2 separate regions of the Sus scrofa genome follow, and region 2 is linked to region 1. The links are chromatin contacts, called in public promoter capture Hi-C maps. All regions are on one chromosome and are shown on one strand. Each heading gives the region's core, a stretch centred on a gene start, on an enhancer-like site or on the middle of the called end of the contact. The rest is flanking DNA. Distances are from core to core; before and after follow the strand shown.

What was found. Promoter capture Hi-C pulls out the DNA fragments that hold promoters and counts their contacts.
Region 2: a contact with region 1 is called in a promoter capture Hi-C map of liver, with 3 times the contacts expected there. The contact joins the promoter of STRN here to the promoter of HEATR5B in region 1. A contact is called at or near these places in 1 of 5 promoter capture datasets (liver), 2 of 47 Hi-C or Micro-C datasets (heart right ventricle and liver) and 1 of 2 datasets of contacts at active chromatin or transcription factors (alveolar macrophages).

The regions. Positions count from the first base shown.
Region 1 is chr3:103,109,899-103,114,155 of Sscrofa11.1, reverse strand. HEATR5B (HEAT repeat-containing protein 5B) reads right to left here and starts at 2,134. Exons shown (of 36, transcript XR_002342772.1): 1 at 2,008-2,134; 2 at 1,011-1,158. It overlaps GPATCH11 (G patch domain-containing protein 11), which reads left to right and starts at 2,160. Exons shown (of 9, transcript XR_002342775.1): 1 at 2,160-2,314.
Region 2 is chr3:103,247,615-103,251,871 of Sscrofa11.1, reverse strand. It overlaps STRN (striatin), which reads right to left and starts at 2,046. Exons shown (of 19, transcript XM_013996218.2): 1 at 1,669-2,046. The coding sequence starts at 1,902.

The DNA of each region.
Region 1 (4,257 bases), core at 885-3,384:
CCAGGAAAACTACACTGAAAATAGGGGAATTAAGTAAAAGTTTACACACTGAATGCTGAAGTCCCCAGCCTTCTCCCTTAAATTCTGGAACCTAGGCAGCTAGTCATACCCTAGACTTTTTACTAGAATAAAAAAGTCTCTTCTAGGAAATGACTAACCAAGAAAAACTTAAAGGGGTTCCTCAAAGAATTGGACTAGTCTATGGCAAAAACAGTTAACAAACTTCAGGAGTTTTCCATTGTTTCCCCTGCTCAGCAGTAACAAACCTGACTAGTATCCATGAGGATGCAGCTTTGATCCCTGGCCTTGCTGAGTGGGTTAAGGATCTGGTGTGCAGAGAGCTGTGGTATAGGCTGCAGATGTGTCTCCGATCTGCTGTGGTGCAGGCCAGCACCTACAGCTCCAATTCGACCCCTAGCCTGGGAACTTACATATGCTGCAGGTGTGGACATTAAAAAACAAATAAAAAAAGTCACTCTGCAGAGAAAACCTTTTACTACTCGCTCTTAAATTTGAGCAGACAGCCAAAAATCATCGGATGGTTAAGGAAAGCATCTAATTTTAAAGACCAAAAATAAAACACAAATAAAAGTAACCTGGGTGAAAAGATTATGAAGAAAGAAAGAAAATGAGGGGAGAAAACCTACTATTAACTCTTCAGAGAGATTAGTGAAGATAATGGAATTGCTACACAGCACTGATGGACCACTTGATGTTGGAGATAATGAATTTAAAGTGACAGCAATCACAAAATCATGTTTTTCCCCACTCACATTCAGATGTCCAGGTAGAAACAAAAAATCTCTATCCAGGGAATAAACTGAATTTAAATGAGGTTTGGGTTTTGCCACGGGATAGAAAAAGGACAGACAAAAAACTCTTAGTGCAATATTCTCAAGTTCCATAAGTGACCCACAACCTTTCCAAAATACACTGTGTTTTCTTACAAATTATGAACACAAAATACTCTTTGTAAAGTTAAGCCAACTAGAAAAAAAGCAATACCATACCTTGTTGGCAGCAACCAAAACTTTATCAAGAAACCTCAACCATTCAAAAATAAAAACTGGTCTCTTTGCTTCAGTGATTTGAGCCAAAGCTTCTTCATTCAGCAATAAACTGTGGGCTAACTCCATTACTGAAGCTTTAAATTCACACCTTAAATAAACAAATTTTGAAATACCAGTAAGGACCTGTTAATGTTAAATATCAAGCTTAATTAATGTAGTCACACAGAAATCTCATTTCATTTGGGGGAAATTTAACATCTCTGAGGTAAAACCTGAGACCCTGCATTTTAATTTTAAAGGACAAGGGTACAAACAAAAACAAATGAAAGACATGCCTGGTGAGGAAGAATGAATAATGGGGTCAAAAAAATTAAATACTGCAAATAAGACATTATTCTAGAAAAAAAAAATACCTAGCAACACGTCATTAATTCATTCCATAAATGGGAAAACTGAAGCACGAGATTAAACACCAGCTGGGCCTGATAACTCATCTTCCTTTTTCTCTTTCACCGCTGGGTGCACAGCACCCTTCCCCTTCCCCTGCTGCACCTGCCCCAGGAGGACATCAAAACGCCCCAGGAGAAAGATTCCGCACTGAAAGCCTCAGAGTCTTCCTACGAGGATGAGGGGGCGGCGGCTAGGTCCCTGCGGCAGCCGAAGCTTCAGCAACAACCCCTGGAGTGGGCGGTCCAAGAACGCAGCTGGCCGAGGCCGCGCAGCTGCAGGGCTGGGTTAACCTGGCTACTTGCAGGACTCTGGAGTGACTCCGGGCCTGTGGGAAATGCAAGAAGCCGCCGCAGGCCTCGGCCAGTTCACCGGGCTGTCAGCCCCAGGAGGCGGCGGCGGCTCGGAAACGAGCCCGCCGCCTGAAAAGGGAAAATGTTCACTACGAACTCGAATTCGGCCCCCAGCCCTCTGACAATGTAGTGGGGTCCTTTGGGAGGGGTGTGCATGTCAACGTGCACGCTTTAGCGGCGGAATGGGGAAACCTCACCTCCTAGTCTAGCAGGGGCAGGTCAGCTGAGGTCCAGAGCCAGAAGCCGCTTCCAAAGGACCCGGATGCCCCGCCTCCCGCTCCCAGACCAGCCGGAAGCGGGGAAAGAGCGCTTGCGCGGAAAGCTGATCCTGCGCAAGCGCACTTAACCACGTCCGCCTAGCCCCGCCCCGATTGCCGCAGCTTTCCAATTGATTCTGTCTGCTGAAACTCGGAGGCGAGCAGAGGCCCAGTGGTCTTGCGCGGATTGGTAAGCGTCTTCGCGGCTCGCGTTCTTGCCAGCTGACCTCAGGTGAGGAGCTGCCAGGTAAGGAAGCGAAGGAGTTATGGGAGCCTGATAGAATGGTGAAGGGCGGTGATCAGTGCACAGTCTATGACTATCCATCACGCCATCGCCAGTGTTACCACCCGTGAGTGGTCCCGTCTGTGGGACGCTTGCAGCTGGGAGGGGCGCGAGAGAGGGGGTGTCAGCGGTCCCTGAGGGGAGTGTTTGGGACTCAGGCGTTTCTTGTCACCTTTCTAGGGTTCATTCAACTACGTAGTCCATCTCTCCACTAGGATGTGTAATGGGATTCTCCCGCCCGCTCTATGCCAAAAGACAAAACAAAACACAAAACAAAACCTGACACTACAATCTAACTGCTCTCAAACACTCGTAACTCCATTCAGCCCAAAAGCCTTTTGGAGTAATTTTTGACGTCGATCTTTCACACGCCACCTCCAGTCCGCCAGCACATTGTTTTAGCTCTGTCTTCAGAATATAGCCAGAATCCGATCACTTCCCAACACTTCCACGGCCTCCACTGTGGTCCAAGCCACCATCATTCTGCCTGGATTATCGCCTTACGAAGTTTATGCTTGTGCTTGAAAGGAATAGATGATGCTAAAGTATACTGTACTCATAAGAATGAGGCTTTTAAAAGACCTGTAACCCCCAATCTGATCTGCCTAGCACTTTAGACCCAAATGGGTCCCTTAAAAATAATCGAATCCTATTTCCAGTAGAATGAGTTCTGAGATTTTTTTGTAGTATGAAGCAAGGCATTTAGCCATACTGAATCTTAATTTCTTCAACTAGAAAGTGGGACTCTCTATTCCTACCTTACAGAGTTGTTAATGATAATTTAATGGGATAAAAATGTGTGATATACTAGGTAGGTGCTAAACCATTATGTGTAAAAAAGCTACTATTGCCAATGAAACATCTGAGGTTTAGAGACACTGGGTGAATTACCACAATTGTTGTATATAATCTTACATACTTTTAACTTACTGTACTATAATAAAAAGAAAAATAAGCAAAACTAAACTATAATGTTTAAGGATGTGTGTGTGAATAATGAAAGCATAAAGAAAAGGAGGGAAGTGGCTGGAGGAGATAGGATAAGGTCAGAGACAAAGGGCTTCTGGGTGACTGACAAGGTTCTATCTCTTAATGTGGGTAATTTCTGTTATCTTTTGAAGTATAACAAATTATTCTAAAATTTCTCATCTAGAAATAAGTATAATCATTTATCATCTCACACTTTCTGTGGGTCAGGAGATTGTTAGTGGTTTAACTCAGCTTGGAGTTTAAGAAGTTGTAGCGAAGATGCCAGCCCACACCGAGTCATCTGAAGGCTTGGCTGGGGCTGGAGGATCCATTTCCAAGGTGGCTCACTCATGTTGTTCCCAAGTTTGTGCTGGTTGTCAGCAGGAGGCCTCAGTTCCTCCTGTGTGGACCTTTCCATAGAGCTGCTTAAATATCCTTGCTACTCAAAGGCTGACTTCCTCCAGGGTGAGTTAACTAACTTAAGAGTTAGAGTGATCTAAGACCTATAGTGCCTTTTATGACTAAGAAGTCACACTCCACCATTTCCACAATATCCTCTTGGTTACACAGGCTAACCTGTTCACTGTGGAAGAGGACTACATGAGGATGTTGGAAACCAAGAGGCAAGAATCATTGGAGGCCACTGGGGAGGCTACTACATGGTTACAAGAGTGTTTGCCTCATAAAAATGTACTAAACTATATATTTATTTTATGCAGTTCTCTGATATGGTAACAAAAATATTTTTAGAAAAATAAGATATAATGACACAGGAAAAAAGTATTCTGTTATTACAAAATCGTAAATATAATTAAAGACTTCTATTGTCCTTGTCATAGCTAAGCACTGAGAATTTAGGATGTGTGGGACACAGTGGTAGGCAGTGGGTATACAGGGGAGTGGCCCTTGTGGTTTATGTTGGGAAGATAGACATTAAA
Region 2 (4,257 bases), core at 797-3,296, 140 kb before region 1:
ATGGGCCAAAAGTTACGGCTCTAATTAGACCCCTAGCCTGGGAACCTCCATATGCCGCAGGTGTGGCCCTCAAAAGACAAAAGACCAAAAAAAAAAAACCAAAAAACAAAAAACTATGGCACATTTTCTAAGTTTCTCCATGGATGCTTAATTGAACTGGAGCACAAACCAAGATACTGTAAAAATGTAGTGCCCTTAGTATAAGCACCAATGGGAAACCTACTTGAAGTTTAACATTTGCCATAAATAACCCAGTAAGTAGTGTGTGTGTATATATTGGGGCAGGGAGGGGGTAAGGTAGAGAGGGCAAAACTGAGGAGTAACTACAGTTACTCAATAAATACGCATTCAATAAATACGCTGAATAAATAAATGATGAAACTGAAGTTCAGAAAAGTTAAAGGATTTCCTCAAGGTCAAAGAGCAGGCAGCAAGCACAGCTTATACTGTAACCCCTTCTGCTTGCTCTTTCCACAACCACTTGCACTACACCAAAGCAGCCTGTTACAGCACATGATTCTATTTAACATGATTGTTTCTTCTTTCCTCTTAAGTGCCAAAGAAAATACATGGTACCAAAAAAAGTGACACAGTGGGTAGCACTTTAACTTCAAGTGTTTCACCAACCAAAACTATACTCAGATTTCACAAGCATACAGGATTAGCCAGAAAGACAGAAAGGCAGAGCCACTCGTAGTTCTTTAAATTCCTTGTGAAATTAGTGTATGCCTTGGAAGTTTTAAAAACAGCCACTGAAACCTACTTACCAGTTCAGAATGGCCTGCAAAGTATCAGCCTCACTTTCATTCTTCCAAGATCCCACAATAGCTCCTCCCTGGATATACTTTATCTTGTAGATTATGCAAGGAAATGTAACCAACTTTGAAGCTCCTTTTAGTTCCTTTTAAAGTACAAGTCAGTCTCACAAAACCCTGAACATAAAATTAACCCTTGGGAAGTTTTAGATTCTGAGAACAAGAAACCATCTCTGAACCATTATCTGACTGTGATTATCTATCTAGATTCTTCATTCAAAATCCACGAGTCTGAAATATCTAAAAGAAACGCGGGATGGGATGAGGAAGAAGTAAAAGAAGAAACATTTACATATATAAAAAGGGAGCAGATATTCCTAGTAACACTTTGACCCAACGGCAGCTTCTTGCCTTAAAGTCAAGGCCTCACGGATACAACTTCTGTTGTCTTCTCTGATCGCCTTCCTCACAGAGAGGCGCCAACTGTCAATACCTTTTCCAGGCATCTTCTCTAGACCTAGGAGGGCCACTCACTAGGATAGGGGATGATTTGCTCATCTCTCAAAACTACTGTCAGCCCAATTAGTAAACTGAAAGGGAAGACCTAAAATGTGGAATGGCGAGAGAGTTCAAACAAGCCTGAGAGTTAAGAGTGGGAAGGAGCAGACGAAAAGGTGCGGGGAGGGTAAACAACGCATGGGGGGGGGAGCTGGGAGTGGGAACCCGGGTCGAGGAAGTGGGGTCACCTAAAGGCAAAGGTGAAGGGAGGAAGGGGATGAGGTTCTGGGTGGGATGGGCTGGAGCAAAGGGGGAGGGGACGAGCGAGCGGAGCGGGGGAGGGGGAAGGGTCCGGGGCGGGGCGGAAGAGAGCGGAGAGGCGGGATGAAGACGGCCAGGCCGGGAGGGTCTTTACCTGCAGCTCCGCCCGCTCTACTTCCCACTGGGCTCTCTCCACTTCGAAGCGGGCCCACTCGTGCTGAAGGAAGTGCAGGATTCCCGGGAGGCTGTACTGGGCTCGCGCCGCCCCCGCCGCAGCCGCCCCGTCGCCGGCCGCGGCAGCCTCCGCCAGAGGCCCGAGACCCTTGGCACCGCTGGCGCCCGGGTGGTTGTTGCTGAAGAAGACGCCGGGACCCGCCTGCTCGTCCATGGCGGCCGCAGGAACCCGGGGAGCTGCCCAGGCGCCCAGCAGCTGAGGCAACGGCGGCGGCCAGCAGCGTCTCCTCCTCCCTCCGCCGCTCCCCGCCCACACCCCAGTCAGCAGGGAGCAGCCGCCTGGGCGCGGGGGCCGGCCGAGCTCGGGACGGGCCGGGAAATGGGTCAACTGCGGTGCGCGGGCGGCGCGGGGCTTGCTGGGAAATGTAGTCGCGGGGCGTGGTGCCGGCGAGCACCGCCCGGGCTGCCTGAGGGGTTGCGACCGGCTGCGGCTCCACCGCGGCCCCGCCCCCGGGCCCGCCCCAGCCCATGGCGGAGAAGGGGCGGCCCCCGGCGGGGAGCGCGGGTTTCCTCTTGGTTAAGCAGGGGCTGGCTGGCGGTCCTCCAGCCTCCCTAGCACGCGGAAGTTCTTGGGCGGCGCTCACTGTGGCGCGCATACACACACACACACAAGGCGCTCACTGTTGCAGACACACACACACACACACACACACACACGGAAGTTACCGCGCCGAAATGCCAGCCTAAGCTGCACATCTCCTACGGCTTCCTGGTAGTTCTGTTAAGAAACAAGCTCAAAGCAAGCTTCGCCGGTCCGACCCCATGGCCCGGGATTCTCTAGCCAGCACGCTCGGACCTCTCCCTTCTGCTCTGTCTAGAGTGATTCTCTGACCCAAGACACTCCACTTCTGTCCATCTCCTTATCGCGGTCGTTCCTGCCTTTTTTCTCGCTAGAGGTTCAGTCAAACCTGTTGCCTGATCACTTTTCATTTAGAAGGAACTAATCATCTCTCTGTCCTGAACGCAACACAGCAGCTTTCTGTTTCTTGCAATTTTTGGTTTGGTGACACCACATCTAAAACAGGGCTCTGCTTCACCTCCTTTATAGCTTGCAGTAAATCCTGTAAACGTTACAAATATCCAAGGCTCTTTTATTTCGAACTCATTTTTCCTTATCCCTGAGCAGTCGGTACACATTTCAACAAATATTTGACTGTAAGTTATCTCATTGGGGATATAAAGATAAATGACACAGTTCCTGTCTTCAAAGGCAGACTGGCAACTATACAATCAATTCTCGCAATGCCCTAAAGTTACACTATTTAAAAGAACAAAATCCCTTTCTACTCCCTAGAGCTATCTTAGGTATCCGGGCACCTCTCCTTTTTCACTTGTCCGGTTCCCAGTTTCTTCCACGTTTCACTTGCAATCTGGCAATAGTATTAATCTACCAAAGGCCCATCAAAGTCCTTTCAAGTGTTTCTCTCTAAATGTTATCCTTCTCCCAAGTTCTTGAAATTATGTCACTTATTAATTCACACTACAATGATAATGAAAGGAAGGGACCTGAAAAAATTTAACAAGTGAAAATGAAATTAAGCACTTATTTTGTCCCTACAAAAAGTTATTTGTAGTTCTTTTGTGGGATGGGCTTCTGGGATATCAAACCTAATGGCCATGGAAAAAAATATAAAAATATAGGCTAGTGAGTGACATGTCAGGGAAGGACATCCTGTCCCTGTATTCCCCCTCCCCCTCTTCCCACTGCTACTTGTGGAAAGGACAGGAAACACATTGTATCTGCTCTGGTTGCAAATAAAGATGGCTAGCTCTCTTCTCCCAGTTATTGAATGTTTCTGCTTTATGAATTCATTCTTTATTGTAATAAAAGTTTGATCCAGGCCTGGCCAACTCCCTGTGTCATAAATTATTTTGGCTGTAAGTATCCTTTGAGATACTGCCCAGTCCTCTCATTTTACGGTTTGGGATTCTAAAGAAGTTTAACTTTTTCACAATAAGACTTTGAGTGAGTGGCGCAGGCAAAACTAGAAATGAGAATTACTGATTGTTAGTTCATCAATCTTTCCATTAACAGATTATCTCCTCCCTTACTTATCAAATCTATCAGAGTATTGAGGGGACAGTAATGCAACAATGGCGTATTTTTTCATCTGAGGGATTTAAGTAATCTTACAAGATTGCAATTTTTTGTTTTTGAATGTTAAAAGTTTTTTTTTCCCCCTCTAATAGAAAACATGTCTTGAAGTTCCCTTGTGGTGCACTGGTTTAAGGATCCTGCATTGTCATTGCAGCAGGTTGGGTTGCTGCTATGGCACAGGATGGATCCATGGCCTAGGAACTTTCACATGTCCCAAGTGTGGCCTAAAAAAAAAAAAAGAAAAAAAAGAAAGGAAAAGAAGAGAAAGATGTATCAGATAATTCCTTTAGATAAGTTTATAACTTACTATAAATGATTAAATTTAACGGTAGAACCTATAACTCTTTCGGAGAGAATCATTAAGAAAAAATTCCTGGAGTTCCCGTCGTGGCGCAGTGGTTAACGAATCCG